2 separate regions of the Mus musculus genome follow, and region 1 is linked to region 2. The links are chromatin contacts, called in public HiChIP or PLAC-seq maps. All regions are on one chromosome and are shown on one strand. The core of a region is the stretch at or near the end of the contact, and the rest is flanking DNA. Distances in the headings are between cores, read along the strand shown. Region 1 holds the start of Rnft2 (ring finger protein, transmembrane 2). Region 2 has its middle 15 kb from the start of Gm30746.

What was found. HiChIP or PLAC-seq counts read pairs in DNA pulled down with a chosen protein or histone mark.
Region 1: an H3K27ac HiChIP or PLAC-seq map of thymic regulatory T cells shows a contact between it and region 2, with 2.8 times the contacts expected there. The contact joins the promoter of Rnft2 here to the enhancer-like site in region 2. A contact is called at or near these places in 2 of 39 promoter capture datasets (the C10 cell line and pre-B cells), 3 of 484 Hi-C or Micro-C datasets (B cells, CD4 T cells and CD8 T cells), 4 of 115 datasets of contacts at active chromatin or transcription factors (bone marrow-derived macrophages, memory CD8 T cells, microglia and 1 more) and 2 of 9 other capture datasets (adipose tissue and liver).

What each region holds. Positions count from the first base shown.
Region 1 is chr5:118,242,192-118,248,029 of GRCm38.p6, reverse strand. Rnft2 (ring finger protein, transmembrane 2) reads left to right here and starts at 3,005. Exons shown (of 11, transcript NM_001109902.1): 1 at 3,005-3,058; 2 at 4,999-5,180; 3 at 5,514-5,572. The coding sequence starts at 5,157. It overlaps Spring1 (SREBF pathway regulator in golgi 1), which reads right to left and starts at 2,803. Exons shown (of 5, transcript NM_001081236.1): 1 at 2,572-2,803. The coding sequence starts at 2,682.
Region 2 is chr5:118,473,692-118,479,765 of GRCm38.p6, reverse strand. No RefSeq gene overlaps it. Among named protein-coding and RNA genes, the nearest start is that of Gm30746, 15 kb to the right of the region's middle. Within about 2 kb of position 1,320, at least 284 of the 459 cell types and tissues checked have an H3K27ac peak or open chromatin away from gene starts, as enhancers often do. A contact at or near this core is called in B cells, CD8 T cells, adipose tissue and 5 more, where this site is marked.

The DNA of each region.
Region 1 (5,838 bases), core at 1,756-4,255, 230 kb after region 2:
ACTAGAGGTTTCATAATGACCCTTGTATAGTCTTAAATCGCAAGCAAAAAAAAACAAAAATAAATAAATAAATAAATAGATGCAAGCAAGGCAGCCAGGGGTGGTGCATGCCCTCAGTCCCAGCACTCAGGCAGATCTGTGGGTTCAAGACCAGCCTGGTCTACAGAGTGAGTTCCAGAATAGCTAGGGAGATACTTATACCTACCCTACCACAGACAGACAGGAAGACACACACACACACACACACACACACACACACACACACACACACACGTGTCAAGTAATTAAAATGGGGCTGTAGGAAAGGTCACTACGTAGACAACATCTGAGCCAAGATTATTAAAAATAAATAAATAAATAAATAACCTGGCTTAGGAGAAAAGTCGTCACCTCAACCAAGACTCACTTGAACCAACATCTGGTCAACATCTGGTCCCCAGGAAGTGCCTGGGGGGTTCGGGTAGAGATGAAGGCTGCAGTGTCCGAACAAAACACGCAGGTCTCTGTTCTCAAAAAACATTATGTTGAGCAAGAGGGTGAGGTAACACACAAGCAAACACACAAACAAGAAATGCTGGGTTAGTAATTACCACAAAGGCAAGTGGCCAGACGATGGGCAGGAGACTGCACTACAGTGAGGCACCGGGCATGGCCCGAATCACTGACTACGGTCAGTTAGATCCAAACTGACCAAAAGTAGTTCAGTCACACAGACAATGTAGATGAACCCTCTTCGCTTGAGCAAAGGATTACACATTTGAGAAGGCCTGTGGTGGAAACCTTGTCTAGACTATCACCCTAGGACAGACTGTGAGACAAAGCAGAAGCAGACTGGCCAGGCTATGGCACCAGACCAGGAACAGATGACAGTGTCTTGCCCCTGAAGGGGCATCAGAAGTAATTCAAGCAAATGAGTGTCTTAGTTAGCATTTGACTGCTGTGAACAGACACCATGACCAAGGCAACTCTTATAAGGACTACATTTAAATGGGCTGGCTTACAGGTTCAGAGGTTCAGTCCGTTATCATCAAGGCAGGAACATGGCAGCATCCAGACAGGCATGATGCAGGCAGAGCTGAGAGTTCTACATCTCCATCTGAAGGCTGCTAGTGGAAGACTGACTCCCAGGCAGCTAGGGTGAGGGTCTTAAGCCCACATCCACAGTGACACACCTACTCCAACAAGGTCACACCTCCTAATAGGGCACTGTAGAGCCAGAGTTTTGGGGCCTGAAGTGACAGGAAGAAATGAACAGCCTAACTGTGTCAACAGTGATGACATACGTCACTTAGTGAGATGCTGAGGACTGGAGAGGTATAAATCTGGCAGAAGAAAGGCAAGAGTTCTGTTCCAGGTGGGTGCAATGGAGACAATTATCAGAATGTGGAAAAGCCAATGGAGACAATTATCAGAATGTGGAAAAGCCAGACAGGATTACAAGGTCAAATCTGGGCAAGAGAGTAAGACACGCCCCCCCCCCCCCCCAGGAGTGACTGTGCAAAAGCGCAACCATTCAAAAGACGGACTGTGATACAGAAAACCAGAGAACTATATTCGTAAGAACAGCAAAACAGGATCAAAGGGTGCACAGGAGCAGGAAAGGCGGAGGGGCAGGTGACCTACAAAATGCAACTCAGTCAAGTGTGGTTTCTAGGCAAATGCTGGGAACTGGTTCCTACTACAGTGGGATGCCAGGTCTCTAGGAACTCTCTACCAGGACAAAAACGGGAAAGGGAGGTTGAGAAATTAAAAATAAAAAAATAAAAAATAAAAATCTACCCAACCAAGTTGTGCCCCAAAAGGGAGCCTGTTGGGTCACCCAGGTGAACAGGCACAGAGAGCCCTTGGCCACTTCCTGGTCTAGCCATCTCTACCTCCTGCCCATCAAGAAGCCTGGGGCTGTGCGGAGCAGGGAACGCGACAGAGGAGGGTGCACAGGTCTGAGGACCCCATTCTGCCTGGCCTACCAGCCAGATCCCGCACGGAAGAGGGGCGGTACAAAGACCTGCAGTGGGACGCCTCCCTTAGCGGCCTTCGATTCACAGGAGGACAGGAGGAGGATCACACAATCGGAGGGAGGAGGACTAGAGGGTTGAGGACTAGAGAGCTGAAGGGAGGACCAATGGATGATCCAGGGACTGAAAGGAAGAGGCTCAGAGGCTCAGAGGGAGGACTGAATGGCTGCATATCAGGAGGACTACAAGGTGGAGGACAGGAGAGAGGAGCATCAGAGGACAGAGGATCAAGGGAGGGAGGAACTGTGAGGATCGAGGAGGAGGGGTTGGAAAAGAACAGAGGGTGAGAGGTAAGAAGTTGGAGGGCAGAGGAGAACAGAGGATGGGGAGGCAGAGAATTCGAGGGAGGAGGAGGAGTGGAGGACGGAGGGAGCTAGGGAGGGGAAAGGAGAAGGGCAGAGGACAACGCAACGGAGGGAGAAGGGCTGAAGGAGGATTTTAGATCAGAGGGAGGAGTGCTCAGGAGGAGGATTAGAAGAACGATGGGGAGAAGGACATAGTATTTGAGGGAGGAAGCAGGATCGGAAGGACGGAGGTCCTGAGAGAAGTCGCTTACCTGCTTGAAGGTGCTGCTGAGGAAGTAAACTAGCGAGAGGCCGAAAACCAGGGCGAGCACCCAGCGCTTGCGCAGGAGCCGGCGCCACAGCAGCGCCGCCAGGTTCAGCATCCCGGTAGGGCGCAGGCGCAGAGACGACCCCACGGCATGACCCCTGCAATCCGCTTCCAGCACTGCTTTACCTTCCCGCAGCCAACGCGCCGGCCACGTGATCCGCCGCACGCCCCGCCCCACCTAGTGACGCCAACGCCAGGCCCCTCCATGCCTCCTCGCCATTGGTTCTGCCGGAGCCTCGGCTCTCCATTGGCTGAATGTGACGGCAGGGGCGGACCTTCTCGGACTAGAGGCAGGCCTCCCTGTGCGAGGGTCCTAGCGCCGATCGCGTTCTCGGTGGCACTGCCGGCCGGAAGTCACGTGGCGCCCTGGCCACGCCAGGGATTGGCTAGGCTGGATTAGCAGAGGCCGTGATTGCTGCAGTGTCTGGCAGGTAAATGAAGGCTATGCTCGGCCGCTGCTACCCTGTGACCCCGCGAGCCTGGCGGCAAAGGCGCTTCGCCGTCCGGTCTGGGGACGCCGCTCGCGCCCAAGCGTCCTGTAGGGGACCGTGCAGCCTCCTAGGGAGGACCAGGGTGTGTGGGACGGAGATGGTCCATTCATTCATTCTGTAGCATCCTGTGGGCTCCAGGAGTCAATACGAGCCTACTTGTACCGCCCGTTTGCCACAGAATCGTGGGCATTTAATTTATGACGTTTTCTCAAAGCTTGTAGGTGGAAACTTGGGGATACCGTGTTTTAGTTTCCCCGAGGATAAGGAGTAGTGGGGCCACCCGGAGTATCAAGCCAGATTGCAAATTCTTGAGACATGTTACCTGATGGATGACAGTTTCTTTCTTTATAAAACGGCCTGGTTGAGAGTGTAGCTAGGTGATAGAGGGCTTGCCTGAATATGACGATGATACCAAGGAGTCTTTTCCTAGCTAATTTAATCTTGCAGAAAAGGCAGGCACCTTAGCCTGTGGCTTCCTAGCTAGCTGCAGCCGAGAAGGCTGTGCAGAATTAATTAATTCCGCACCCATTTGTGTTGGCCTGGGCTAAGAGATGGATCTTTCTCTGTAGGGAAAATATGCCGGGAAACTGAGCCTGTTCATGGAAGCATATTCTTTATTTCTTTAAAGATTTTATTTATGTATGTATTTATTTTTTAATTATATGTTAGAGTGGGTTTGCCCATGGGAGTGCAGGTGCCCTCCGAGGTCAGTAGAGGGAGTCAGATCACTTACAGCTGGAGGTACAGGTAGTTGTGAGCCACCCTTGTGGGTGCTGGGAACTGGACTTAGATCTTCTGCAGGAGCAGTAGCCATATGGAGTCTCTCTCCAAGCCTTGCCCTTCTTTCTTGGCTTTCTATTGGTGCGGGAGGTAGGACGAGGTGTGTGCGGATCTGTCGCTGGGGAAAATCAAGGTGATCTAATCTCTACAGAGACGTTGGCCTTCCATCTCTGCAACTCCAAGGTGGACGGGCAGCCCAGACACAGGACCTCTCAAGGGTCATAGTAAACAAACCCACATGTCAATGACTGGTAAGTGCTGTGGGGAGGTAGCCTGTAACCCTCAGCTGGAAAACCATGCCAGGGAAGGAACAGCAGGTACAAAGGCCCGGAGGCAGGAACTCTTAACTTTAAAGTGTCCAGAGGTACCTGGAGTTCTTATGGCCAGAGATAAGTCACAGAATCAAGGTTGTAAACGGGTAATGATAACGTCCAGCACAGCCTGGAGGCCTCCAACGACTCTGATTTTTATTCTGGTTTCACTTAGAAGCCAGTAGAAATTCTAAAATCATTTTTATGGCCCCCCCCCCAGTGTGTGCTTGTGCACATCTGTGCGTGCGTGTGCGTGTATGTGTATAAGTGTGCACATGCATATGTACATATGTAGGTATGTATGGATGCTCAGGGTGGGGGGGCCATTGCAAATGTCCGTGGAGGTCAGAGGTCACCCCCAGGTGTCATTCTGCCAGAACTCGGCACCTTATTTTTGAGATAGAATCTCTCACTGGGACCTAGGGCTCCTCAGCTGGAAGGACTTGGCCAGGGAGTACTGGGAATCCTGGTTCTGCCTTCCCAGTGCTGGGATTACACAGTGCAATACCATGCCTGGCTACTTACAGAGGTGCTGGGGATCAAAGTCAGGTCCTCGTGCATGTGTGGCAAGTACTTTATCCACAGAGCTCTCTCTCCAACCCTCAGGATGCATAGTTTGCTGATAGGACAAACCTAGTAAGGCCATAACCCACCATCAGCACCTCAGGGAGGATAGCTCCAAGGCTACCAGAACTACTGGGCTATTACAGTACCCAGTCACATCCGACAGCTAATTCTGTAACAAGTCATCCCAAGGCCTGTTCACACAAGTGCTTTGTACCACCCAAGGTCTGCTGTCTCCAATGAGTCTCCTGTCCTGTGCTTCCCTCTGAAGAGGAGGAAGAGGAGGAGGAGGAGGCCTGCTCTCTCTGGGACCCAGTGGCCACATCCCATCAGGAACCCTGAGTGTCCACGGCACATTTCGTCAGCATGGAGTTCTGAGGTCCATGTGGCTCCTTGCTGCGCACCAGGTGACGTGTCTCCTTAGGGATTTGTACCTTCACCTATGAAGTGATGGAACCCTGGGTCCCACTGCTCCATTCTCTCCCCAGGAAACAGAGAGGTTCCTGGCTTGTCTGAGGCCACATAGCAAGTTAAAGGGGGCAGTGTCTGCTGCTCACCACACCCAACAAACACCTGTCTGCTCCCATTTGTTGTTTTCTCCCTTTTGGGTAGGAGCCACCTCCACCTGTGACTCTCTCTATTCTCACTGTGAGATGGGGTACTTATTTACAGTCACCATGGCAACAGGCAAGGAAGGAGCGTGTCCAGAGATGTAGCTCACACGTGTGTGTCGCTTTCAGGTGCTAAGGAAAATGCAGAGACGCCACAGTAGCAACACGGACAACATTCCACCTGAAAGGTAAGAGTCTCTGCCCCCCTCCCCAATTTCCTCCCATCTGGGGACCCTAGCTTTTTCAATATTAGTTATTGGGGGTATAAAACAGACCCAATGGAGAATTGCTTTGCAGTGTATTTGGCAGCTTCCCCCTTCCTATAAGAACGCACCCAAGGCCGCCGGCTTTATAAAGAGAAAAGGTCTGTGTAGATCACAGTCTTGGAGGCTGAGAGAGCCAAAGGCAAGGCCAGCTCAGTGGCCATATTTGACCTCATCACCTAGTGGCGTGG
Region 2 (6,074 bases), core at 71-2,570:
AGAGAGGATTATGGATTTCAGGCTAGCCTGGGCTACAGTGAAACTTTGCCTGACCCCTATCCACATTCCCATCCTAAAAACAAAAGCAAACAACAAAATGGTCTTGAAAAATAAAGGCGGAATTCGGCCTTTCTTCCTGTATTTATTTGTGTTTTTTTTTTTTTTTTTTTTTTTTTTGGTTTTTCGAGACAGGGTTTCTCTGTATAGCCCTGGCTGTCCTGGAGCTCACTTTGTAGACCAGGCTGGCCTCGAACTCAGAAATCCGCCTGCCTCTGCCTCCCGAGTGCTGGGATTAAAGGCGTGCGCCACCACGCCCGGCTTATTTGTGTTTTTTATTGGTTATTTTATTTATTTACATTTTAAATGTTATCCCCATTCCCAGTTTCCCCTCCACAAGCCCTCTATCCCCTCCTCCCTCCCCCTACCTCTATAAGGGTGCCCCCTCCCCCACCCTACCTCCCCCACTCCTGCCTCAGCGGCCTATAGTTCCCCTATCCTAGGTAATCAAGCCTCCACTGGACCAAGGGGTCCCCCTCCCAGTGATGCCAGATAAGGCAGTCCTCTGCTACATATCCAGCTGGAGCCATGGGTACCCCCTCTGTACTCTAGTTGGTGGTGCCTGCATTTACTTTATTATTTAATTTATTTATTTCACTGTATACCTCTGGCTGGCCTCGAGCTATGTGGACCAGGTTGCTCTTGAACTCAGAACTCACAAGGATCTGCTCCTCTGTCTCCAGAGTGCTGGAATTAATGTGTGCCACCGTGTCTAGGCAAAATCAGAAATTTTCAACAATAGTCCTCTCTTGGCAGAACACTTTGGGACACTCACTATAACTTCTTTATCTTGAGCCAGATGTAATTAAAGCTTACAGGGCCTATTCTAGTATTCTTTTCAGATAGATAGATAGATAGATAGATAGATAGATAGATAGACAGACAGATAGGCGCACAGGCACACATTAGGGCAGGCTCATGCACATGTCCATACTGTTAGGTCACGGGATGCCTTTTGGAGTCAGAGGTGAGGAGACTCTGGGTCTAGCCTCCAGCTCTCTGGCCACCAGTCCTGGCCTTTTCTGTGCCCAGCCACACAGAGGACCCACAGGGAACCCACACCATCGTGGCTATCCTTAAACCTAGCTGACCTGGAGGTCTGGGATAGAGTAAGCCCTTGAATGGGGAGGAAGCCCAGAAAACAAACAAAACAAAACAAAACAACCCCCCCCCAAAAAAAAACCTCACCACAATAAGGAGGGGCGAGAAACGAGAGCCTATGAGAACACAATATACAGATTAGGAAGGCGGAACCACCCATGCATTGGCTGATTGCTGGCCTGACGTCACAATGGCCCAGCCTGCAGTGCTGCAGGCAAGTTATTTGAAAAGGTTTTTGGTTTCCTGCGTTTCCTGTCTTGTGAAGGGGAAATGTGTTCACGTGTGCAGAGGGCGAACTAACGGGCCCGGGGGTGGGGTGGGGGGGAGTGTTGCAGGGTGGGTGTTGTTTGGTGGCTCTGCTGTCCCTGACAGTCAACCAAAGTTTGAAACTGAAGCGACCGCAGGGGAAGCTGTGAATGCCACATGACCCGTGGGGACTTCGCAGCTTCTTCAGTTTAGGGGAAGCCCAAGCAGACCCAGCCTCTATGATTGGTTCAATCCGTGTGAGTTTTAAAAATTTTAGTTTAAAAAAATAATTTTTTTGAGACAGTGTCTCATCATGAAGCTATGGCTGGCATGAAATTCACGCAGTTCAAGCCACCCCTGTCTCCTGGGTACTGGGATTAAAAGTGTGCATCACTTCGTTTTGTCTCCATGTGATTTATAAAAAAAAAACAAAAACAAAACAAAACTACTTTGCTTCCTAAAACCCCCCTGGGCTTTCCCCAAGTCCCATGTCAACAACTCACAGTTCCTTCAGGATGTTGCTCAGTCACTCCTCCCTGGAGAGTCATCTGACCCTCCTTTTCAGCCTTGATTTGGATGAGAGGACAGTGAGTCGTGGCTGATCTGTGTGCTGCGTTCTAGCTACACAACGAACATGTCAGGGCTGCACAGCCACACACAGCGGTCCAGGGACAGACCGGTGCTAGAATCTGATGAGAATCTCCCACTAGATGAGAATCAAGTACAGGGCTAGTGGCGATTGTCCTCATTGTCCACATCGAGATGACGATCAATAATGAGGCGCCAAGAAAAGCCAAAGGATGGGGCTGGATTTCCAGAGTCTCTTGTGTACCCGGATCAACCTGGATCTGAAAGTCATGGCCCTGAGCATTTTAGTTACCCGATTAAATGTAATCTCCCTTTTGAAAGGAACCAACTTAGCCAGTTTTCTCTCAAGACCATAAAGGAGTCTTCAATTGTGTATCCAGCCTTCAGACAAAATCTTAGTCTCAGCGTGGATCTGGGCTTTGCCAGCCTCTCCCCTCCTCCACCATCTAGTCCCCGCCCCCAACACCGGTGACAAGTCACAGGTTCCTACTGCTTAATCTATGGTTGTTTGTGACAAGTAGAACAGATGGGTCTCCTTGGAAAAATGGCGTGAGAACCAAGTAAAAGAGACTGGGGTTAGATGAACATAATTAACGTCCCCTGTCTGAGCCTCAGTTGCTCCATCTGTGACATGGGAGAGTGGCAGTCCCTCCACCTTGGAACTTGGTGGAGGTTTCATGCAACACCTGGTTTCTGATACATGCTCAAGAGACAGTGGCTACCAGCCTCTCCCTGACAGCCTACTGTGGACGAGGCAGGGTCTTCCCTAGGCTTCCTGGACAATGAAGGGACAAGAGAGTTAAGGTGGTCACCGGGGGATGGGGTGTTCACCATAAGCAGCTCTGCTTCCTTGTCACTACTGGCCACAAGCACCTGCCCAGCCAGCAGGGCACACTGGCCTGTCATCACTCCAGGAAGGGGCTCCCAGCCAGCCGTGCAGGCGGTTTCTATTCTAGGCTGGATTCTGGCTCCTTGTGGTGTCAAGACCTACCAACTTGTTCTGCAACCCCAGCTGGGCTCCAGGCCCTGCCAGACCCCCTCCTGGCCCCAACTTCCTTCCTGGAGCAACTGTTGGTCTGACTTGATTCCCCTAGATGTTGTGCTGTACTCACAGGGGTACGGCGGAGGAAGCCTGTATTTGTGGGGTTCACCATGCACCACTCAATGGTATGTGTGGCATAGCATGGGCTAATGTTTCAGCTTCCCCTACACAACCCTTGAAGACAGTGCCAAAAGCTGCCCACTTTACAGAGGGCAAAACTCAGTGAGATACAAGATCAAGACCCAGATCCTGTAAGATCTTCCTGTACCCAGAGGTACTGTCTGCCACCGGGGGTTAATATCGTGAAATGTATTAAACACCACAGCTGCCTGGGTCCAAGCCTTTTCTATTGCCTGTTTTTGCTGACCTGACAGCTCTTCCGGGCTAGCTTCTTTCTCTCCTGCAAGGGTAAGCATCACCCTTCATGAAAGAGGTTCTCCTCCGGCCCCTGTAGCAGGCCCCACCTCATTTGCTTCCTTCTAAATGAGAATCTGACTTTCTTATTCCAAAAGTTGGCATTTACCCAAAGAAGCCAGGGCCAGAAAGAAATATGTTTGGATAGATCACAGGTTCTAAGTACCACGCAAGCCAAGGCAACGAGACAAAAAGACCAAGGGAGGGATGTTCAGGTAGACTGGCCAGGGCGGGCATCTCTGGGCTCGGGGGCAGCTTTCAGATTTGAGTGGTAAGAACGCTTTTCATGGGCAGCCAAGGTAAAAGGCTCCAACCAGGAGGAAAAGCCTCTTTGAAGGCACTGGTGTGCAATAAGGGGATTGGAGTGGAGAATGAGGTAAGGCTCGGGGTAGATTGCATAAAGTCCCCAGGCTGAGATAGGGGTAGGTTTGGCTTTAGGCTGTCTTCCTGCTGCACCATGAGATTTCTGAGACCAGGGTCCCGTTTATGTGACCCAGGCATGTGTTCTCCACTCTAATCTAGCGTGTGTCCTGTATGCTCATAAATAAAGCCTGAATCTGTCGGTGTGTTGTTGTTTTGTGACCTTCCATACTCTGGGTACTCCTGAGTGTTTCTCCAGGACCTTTGTCTTGGTCCTCTATGCTTGTCTTCTGGAGTTCCTGTTGTATTTTGAGACAGAGTCTCATGTAGCCCAGGCTGTCCTGAGCATGCTATGTAGCCAAGGATGACCTTGAACTCCTGATTCTCCTGCTTCCAATGTGCTGGGCTTACAGTCTTGTGGCGTTATGCCTGACTTTTCCAGTGCTGGGGAGGGAACCCAGGATGCACTTTATGCCAGACAAGCACCCTATCAACTGAGCTGCATCCTCCACCCCAGCCCCTCCCCCTTGCTCCTCTGCCCCTCTAACTCAGAGAAGGCATCTCAGTCTCTTGCGGCCATCTGCTCCCAAGGGCTTTGGAATCCCTCCAGCGTGGTACATTACTGAAGGTTTCTGGAGGCTGTGAAATAAATGCCACAGGGTTCAGATGAGTGAGGGCTCCCAGGTGTGTGCCCTGGTAGACCTGGTGCCCCCCCCCCCAAAGCAAGAAGGCTGCTGCCCCACCAACTGTGAGGAAATTTGCTCACAGTAATGCCTGGCTTGTGATGCACAAGGGCCGAGGGAGCAGTAGGGCTGAGGGAGCACTAATGCCAAGGGAATATGGTGTCTGAGGGAGCACTGGGGCTGAGGGGGCAATAGACCAGAGTGAGCACTAAGCCAGCGGGAGTACAGGCCAGAAGGAGTACTGATACCAAGGGAATATGATATCTGAGGGAGCACTGGGGTAGAGGAACCACTAGGTCTGAGGGAGCACTGAAGCTGAGGGAACACTGAGGCTGAGGTGAGGGAGCACTGGAGCTGAGGGATCATTGAGACTGAGGGAGCACTGATACCAAGGGAATATGTGGTCTGAGGGAGTACTGGGGGCCAAGGGAGTACTGAGGCACAGGGAGCATTAGGAATAAGAGATCAGTGGGGATGGGCAAACATGGAAGCTGCAGGAGTACAGGGACTGACGGAACATAGAAGTCAAGAGAGCAGGAAGTTAATTAGCTTGGTTGAGGACCTGGAACTCAGCACCCAGCTCTGCACTAAAGCTGACCTTGATCATCTCAGGGGACACAGTGGCTCAGTGGGGTACGAGAAGGGGATGTCCCAGCACCTCAGAGGAACAGCAGAATTAACTTAATGATGAAGTTATCAGCTGCCTATCTCTCTTCTGTAGGGAATACAGACAGCTTTAGAAACCTCAGGCCTAGGAGACCAGGTAGGCAGACAGTAAATGGTTTACCCTGGTGGGAAGGGGTGTGTGTGTGGGCTTGGGTTGGGAAGGCATTAAGGGAACTTGTAGACCAGACAATCATTTCTGTATAATTCCTTTTTATGTTCATAGCTATAGACACTCTTGGTGATGAAAAGAAGTCCCAGAGAGATCTAACAACGTGTTCAACATCACACAGCCAGTGAGCACTGTCAGGAAGACCTGGTGTCCTGTTCTTGTGGTCATCTGCAGCATGTGTGAGAATTAAGAATGTCACTGGTCACCCCCACCCCTCTGGTGGTGAGATAGCCTCAAAACCTAAGACACCAAAAAAAAAAAAAAAAAAAAGCTGGGTGATGGTGGCGCACGCCTTTAATCCCAGCACTTGGGAGGCAGAGGCAGGCAGATTTCTGAGTTCAAGGCCAGCCTGGTCTATAAAGTGAGTTCCAGGACAGCCAGGACTACACAGAGAAACCCTGTCTCGAAAAACAAAACAAAGCAAAAACAACAACAGCAACAGCAACTACAAAAACAAAAACACCCTAAGACACCAGGCACCTTCTTCCAGATCCCCAACTCCCTCCCACAGAGCAGGTGCTCCAAGCTTCCTACTTCTGTATTGTTGAAAAGGAAGGGAAGGGGGGAGAATTTTTTGTACTCGCCAGAGCCACTTAGACTGCCAGGCAGCTCATCCTCCTTGCAGGCCCCTCAGCAAGGAGGAGCCTGACAAGTGTCACCTGAACAAGGGGTCAAAGCCATCCTAGTCCATGTAAGCTACACTGAAATCTTAAACAATTGTGGTTCAAGACAGAGCTCCCACAGGGGA